Regions from separate parts of the Macaca mulatta genome. Here region 2 is linked to region 1. The links are chromatin contacts, called in public Hi-C maps. All regions are on one chromosome and are shown on one strand. Each heading gives the region's core, a stretch centred on a gene start, on an enhancer-like site or on the middle of the called end of the contact. The rest is flanking DNA. Distances are from core to core; before and after follow the strand shown. Region 1 holds the start of SPOPL (speckle type BTB/POZ protein like). Region 2 holds the start of NXPH2 (neurexophilin 2).

Region 1 (3,014 bases), core at 261-2,760:
CCCCCACCTCTTTTCTTGGAAAGCCAGGTAAGCAATGAGAAGTTGATTTATGGCCGGGTGTGGTGGTTCACGCCTGTAAATCCCAGCACTTTGGGAGACAAAGGTGGGAGGATCCCTTTAGCTCAGGAGTTCGAGATCTGCTTGGGCCACATAGCAAGACCTCATCTCTACAAAAAATTAAGATTACCTGGGCATGGCACACACCTGTAGTCCCACCTACTTGGGAGGCTGAGTTGGGAGGATCACTTGGGTCTAGGAGGTCGAGGCTGCAGTGAGCTGTGATGGCACCACTGCACTCCAGCCTGGGTGACAGAGAGCCCTGTCTAAAAAAAAAAATAAACAAAAAAAATAAAAAATAAAATTGCCGACATATGCAGTTAAAGTAGAGTTGGGATCCTTGAATGATGTCCATGCCTGTTCAGGCAAAGCCCGAGTTGCTGGTCCCCCAAACTTCTTTAAAGAAGTTTACTCCTGGTAGCTTGATTAAGTATCTTTGTCCCATGACCGTGGGGAATAAAGAGTTCAGTTGTAACCCCCTTTTTAAACTAAATGGCCGCAGAGACAAGGCAGTCCCATCCTCTCTTCACACATTTGTGCAAGTGCAGCTTTATTTCCCACCGTGCAGCCCCAGGAGGCCGCCTGCTCTTCTGCACTCACTTCCTAGGCATCCCTGGCCGCCCCTCGCCCCTCCGCAGGCTCTCCTTCTGGCCTGAGACTTCCAGCTAAGACTCATCCCCTCCACCCGAAAACTGCTCCATGGGGCACTACATCTACCTGGAAAGTTCTCGATTTCCAACTGGAGCCTGTATATTGCTGGTTGTGTCTCAGCAGTTCTTACAGATCTGGGCTCACAACGGGAGTTTAGCAACAGTTCTACCCTGGCTTCCTGGACCCAAGAAAATCCTGTGTGCACATACGGCCGCCGCCTTTGGCGTCTCCCGCGGATTAGACCAGTTAGGAGGTCTCAGTAGGCTTTAAGCAGGACAAGTTTTACACTTGGCCAAATAAGGGTCAAGCTAAGCAAGGCGCCTCCGCACGCCTAGCCAGAGCGGTGCGGGCTGCGGATCCTGCCCAGCCGGGAGCCCAGTGCCAGGCGGCGGCGGCCTCCCAAGCGCGGCGGCAGATCCGGGCCCGCCCGGAAGTGCCCGGCGCTGGAGGAGGGAGCAAGAGCCCGCAGGAGCCCGCGAGCCGCCGCCGCCGCGCGCACGCGCCCTCGCGGGCTGGGGGCCGGGGCAGGAGTCGTAACTCGGAAGCCGGAGCCCAGACGGACCCGCGGCGGGGGGGTGGGGGCTGCGCGGGGGCGGGAGCGGCGGAGGTGGCCGCCCCTGGCGGCGGGTTTGTTTATCCCGGGGAAGAAGTTTAGGAGCGGGAGATAGGGAAGGAGGGCGGGTCGGGAAGGAGGGATGCCGTTCGGCGGAGGCGGCCGCCACAGGGACTTGCCGCCATCACCCCTGCCGCTGCCACCGCAGCCTCGGGCTCCCAGGGCCGACGCGGCCGCTGCCTCTGCAGGAGAGGAGTCTCCGCCGGGACTGACCGCTGCCGCCCCGCACGTCCAGGTAGGCGCCCCTCCCCCTCCCCCTGGTCCCGCGGCAGCCCCGGGCGCTTGCTCCCCTCCCCCGGCTCGCCGAAGACCGGCGGCCTCCGGCTCGTGCCTCACTGCGCCCTCTTCCCTCTGGGTCCCGGACCCCCGCTCGGGCGGCGAGCTCCGGCCTGCTCTGGGGTCTACCTCCCAAGCCGCCGGACCGCCCTTCCCTCGCGCGGCGGCGCAGCTTTCCCCGGGGATGCCCCCAAACCCTCTTTGATTTCCCAGCCTCCGCCTTCCAGGATCCCCTTTCGTTTTACACCCGGGCCTCGCCCCTTCTTTTCTTCTGGTCTCCCTCCTCGTCTATACCTGTATACCTCCACGCCTGCCCCTTTTTACCTGAGTGCTGCCCAAAGCCAGAAACTGCCTCCTCTCCCACCGCGCAGCGTCCACTTTCATACCTCCTCATCCCAAATACAGACACTTGAAACTCTCATCCCTGGTAGCCCATTTTAGGCAGAGTTCTCAGCTCCGCACACCGCTCAGTACCTCCACTCCCATGGTCATGCCTTTAACCTCGCCACCTGCTTTCTAATACATTTTTGCTCACTTATACCAGAGTACATCAAGCTAACCGAGCGGTTCGGGGTCCAAGTCTTGAGAAAGCCCACTTTTATTCCTGCTGCTCTCCTTTTTCCTAATTCTTTTTGAGTCGATGTATTTGTATACTGATTCAACGTAAAAGAAAAGGGATGGTAGCATTTTCTCTCTCAAAGCAGTCACAGAACCCAGTAGAAATAATATTCACCGTCTGCTTATCCTAACTTTCGCTTCTCTTTCCTGACTGAACTCTGTCATTCAGTGATTCTTCCCAGGCTTCTGATGCTTTGTCTATATTTGAATAATCTTGGGCCTAGTTTGACCCGTTGTAGTACTCACTTTCCTACTTGCAATTGAATTCACTGTTTCTTGGACTGGAAACTGACGAGGTAAAAGGTTCATACCTTGAAAAATTACTTCTCTCCTGCCACAATGGGATTGGTGGAATATTTCAAATTATCATTTCATCATTCTTGTGAGAAATGTTGCCTAGTGGTTAAGAACTCTTCTCTAGAGCTCAAACTAGTATAGTTACCAGGGTGTAAATCCTTGTTCTGCCATCTACCAGCTTTGGCTTTGGAGAAGTTATTTAATATTTCTTGGCCTCAGTTTTCTTACAGCTGTAAAATGGGGTTATGTATTACCTCATAGAATGGTGCTAATAATTGCACAAGTAAATACAAGTAGAGTACTTAAAACAGTACCTGGCACAGGGCAAATATCTGATAAATGTTATCTTTATCATCACTCCTTGGTTTTACTTGATCCGACTTGTGGGTAGGTTAATTCCAAGACAGGAAAGTGGGAATGGAAAGCTACTGTCTTTTTTTTTTTTTTTTTTTTTTTTGACATTTAACATCCTTTTTTTGACATAGATAGCATTTATAATTTG
Region 2 (3,039 bases), core at 55-2,554, 270 kb after region 1:
TGTCCCCAACTGGCAGAAAACCCCATCCCAGTCCCCAGCGCCAGACGGAAAACGAAGAGAAATCCAAGCTGTCCCCCAAATCCATATTTTGCCTAAGTTTTCCCCCAGCAAGCCGCCACTAGCTGGCTCTGAGAACGAGGATGCATGCACTATGCTGTGCTTTGGAAGAATTGTCTGTGTGCATCTGGGCAAAACACCACGTGAAAAATAAACACCACCAAGCCTCTCGAACTGTGAACTGGAGGAAGGTCTTTCTGCCCCTTCTCATCCTATCTACCTCCCATCCTCTCCTTGACCGCTTACCAATAAACCTCTTCCTTTTCCCGGCCCTACTTCCCGGCCACCTTCTGCTTACTTTACCCCAGCGCTCGAGTTCCAACCCGTGCTAAGCCCCTCAGTCGCCTCTAGATCCCCTCTATTCCATTCTTCAATTCTTTCCTTTCGACCTCTAAGGCAACCCAAAACTCCTTGCCCTCCTCGCGTCCCCAACCCCACGTCCCAAGCAGGCCCAGGCTGGGCTCCAAGTCAGCCGCCTGCGCGGTTTTCCCGCCGAAACGCGTCCCCGGCGCATGGGGCTGCGCGCGGGCCGGGCACTCACCAGCTGCAGCAAGCCGGGGACCACCACGAGAGGCAGTGGCCGCAGGCGCATGGTGCCGGCTGGCGCGGCTTCTCACGAGCTGCGCGCCCTCGCCTGCCTCTCGCGCATCTCCACTTCGCGGGGCAGGACTGAGGACGCCAGGGACACAGCGCGGCGCTTCCCTCCCGGAATCCGAGTGCTGCGCGGTGCAGCGCAGCTCGGGCCGGGTGGGCGGGCGGGGAAGGGGGAGGGTGGGCGGACCGGAGGTGTCTCTCCGGGCCCCCGCGCGCCCCTCCTTGGAGGGGGCCTGCACAGAGCGTGCGAGGCCGCTGGAGCTCTGGCACGCGGCAGGGGGCTCCAGTCGCGCCTTGGACTCTCTGGCTTGGCCGGACTCGGGGTGAGCGCTGGGGGCGCCTGCGGGAGGGAGGTGACGGCTCGGGCGCTTGGGTGATAGGTTCAGCGCGAGGCTGCTCTCTAGATCCGATCCCGCCGGGCAGATGCCTGGCAGAGCTGAGCACGCCTGGCCAGCCGGCGCCCCCGAGCCCGCAGAGGCCGGGTGCCTCCTTCCACCCCCGCCCAGCAGAAGGCCGGTCCGAGAGGCTCCACTGTGCCAAGCGCCCTGTCCACGGACTGGATCTCGCTTTGGCTGGGGAGGCTGGGGATGGGGGAAAGGAAAGGTTCTTCCTGGGTGGCTGCAAGAAGGAGTGCGCCCGCCGGGAGAGCGCCCAGAGAGTTTAGGAGGGGAAGGCGATTGCAGAGTCCTGGGGCGGGGCGTGGGGACTGCGAACGGGAAAGGCTGGGGCGGGGAGGTGGGACTGGAGCCCAGGACGCCCTGGGAGAGTGCCCTACTCCACCGCAGCGCCAAGCTCTCAGAGCCGCGGGTAAGGGGTGCAAAGTGTGCCTGGTGCGGCTGGAAGGATTTCTGGGGTTGGGAAGTAATGGGGACCTCGAGGGACCAGGAGCAGAACTGTGAGAAACGGAGCTAGGTGAAGTCCGCTTTACTCAGGTTTGGGGATGGTATAGACAGCTGGGTGTCCTGAAGACAGACGGAGTTGCTCCCAGACCTTCTGCCCCGGCTTTGGAGAAGCCGAATAAAGACGGGATACCCCACCGCGGCTTCCGACTTCAGAAATATTGGAGAGGGGTATCTCTGAGGCCGGGCGAAGCTGCAAACCTGGTGCCTGTGAGCCTCGACCTCTGTGTTAACAACTCTCCATTGGAGAGGTCCTTAACCTTTTACTATCTTTGTTCTGGACACTCGAGAGGAAAAATCAAAGGCAATTGGGCTGACAAACCTGCATTTTTTTACGGTAGATCAGAGTTTAGGCGTCATTCGTCACCCCTTTATTGAGCGAATAGGAAACCTAAGGTCGAGAGAAATACGTTCACTTCTCCAGGGATGAGACTTTAGGCAGTTACTCCAACAGAATACGCAAGGCGAGACTGCTTCTTACATCTAGAAACGCAAAGCTCTTAGAGAAGAAAAAACCGTGTTGAAGCAAGGGAGTAAAACTGCAATTGATTTCTAGGCTTTAAAAAATAAAACACAACAAAAAGCACAGATTGGGTTGTAATTTTTGGACCAAAAAAAAAAAAAAAAAAAAGGGTCCTTCTTCTCTGCTTACCACCCCCACCTCAAAATAGAAATGAAGGAGGGTTGTTAAATCTTAGTGGTTGAAGCAGAGCAGCCTTGGTTTCAAAGGCAGGAGAATTGCTTTGACTAGGGCAAAGTCCTACTATTCCTTTCACTGAGTGTGCCAAGATTGCGCAGATGGGGAGGGAGGTTATTCCAGAGTGTTCTGGGATCCCAGTGTGAATTTGAGAGTGTGTTGTCCTTGAGCCTGCAGGTAGGGTATCTTTCCAGTACAACTCCATTTCCTGTAGGGAGGGAGAGTGGCAAGCAAGGGGCTGCATCCTCCCTAAACCCATGATAAGCCTGACTGGGGGTTCCATGGCAAAGGATGCACTACCTGCATCTCATTTCTGTTTGATCTGACTCTCCTTTTGCCTTGCAACAGGCTCAAAAACAAAACCACTATTTGCATATCCAAATCTATATCTCACCCATTCCACTCCTCATCCCTACAAAAATTCCCTCTTTACCAAGACTTAGAGCCCTGTTCTACCAGTTCTAGAAAATGATTCTGTCCTAAAAGCACAAATAAGAGGATTTCAAAAACTGGAAGAGTCTCTATTGGTTGATCTTGCCCAACTTTGGGTCCCCGGAGAGGGCTGCATCTTATTTACAGACAACCTTTTTAAAACAAAACGGACATAATAGGAAGGGTTTTGTGGAAACAGAGGAACCCCTTTCTGAAGAGGTACAGCTGGAAGGGGAGAGAGGCTAACTGCTTTGCAAGAGGCACTACCTCATTTAGACTTGATGTCTCTGCCTGAGCTCAGCTCAGCTGATTCATCTATAGAGCCAGAAGGTGAGGTCCTGTCTCCATTTGGTAATTTGG

The links. Hi-C and Micro-C count contacts between places; a contact is called where the count stands out from the background.
Region 2: a Hi-C map of fetal cortical plate shows a contact between it and region 1, with 2.1 times the contacts expected there. The contact joins the promoter of NXPH2 here to the promoter of SPOPL in region 1. A contact is called at or near these places in 2 of 14 Hi-C or Micro-C datasets (fetal cortex germinal zone and fetal cortical plate).

The regions. Positions count from the first base shown.
Region 1 is chr12:43,355,009-43,358,022 of T2T-MMU8v2.0, forward strand. SPOPL (speckle type BTB/POZ protein like) reads left to right here and starts at 1,511. Exons shown (of 11, transcript NM_001266382.1): 1 at 1,511-1,556. It overlaps LOC144333303 (a long non-coding RNA gene), which reads right to left and starts at 1,151. Exons shown (of 5, transcript XR_013401856.1): 1 at 775-1,151; 2 at 205-323.
Region 2 is chr12:43,630,072-43,633,110 of T2T-MMU8v2.0, forward strand. NXPH2 (neurexophilin 2) reads right to left here and starts at 1,305. Exons shown (of 2, transcript XM_001091365.5): 1 at 599-1,305. The coding sequence starts at 649.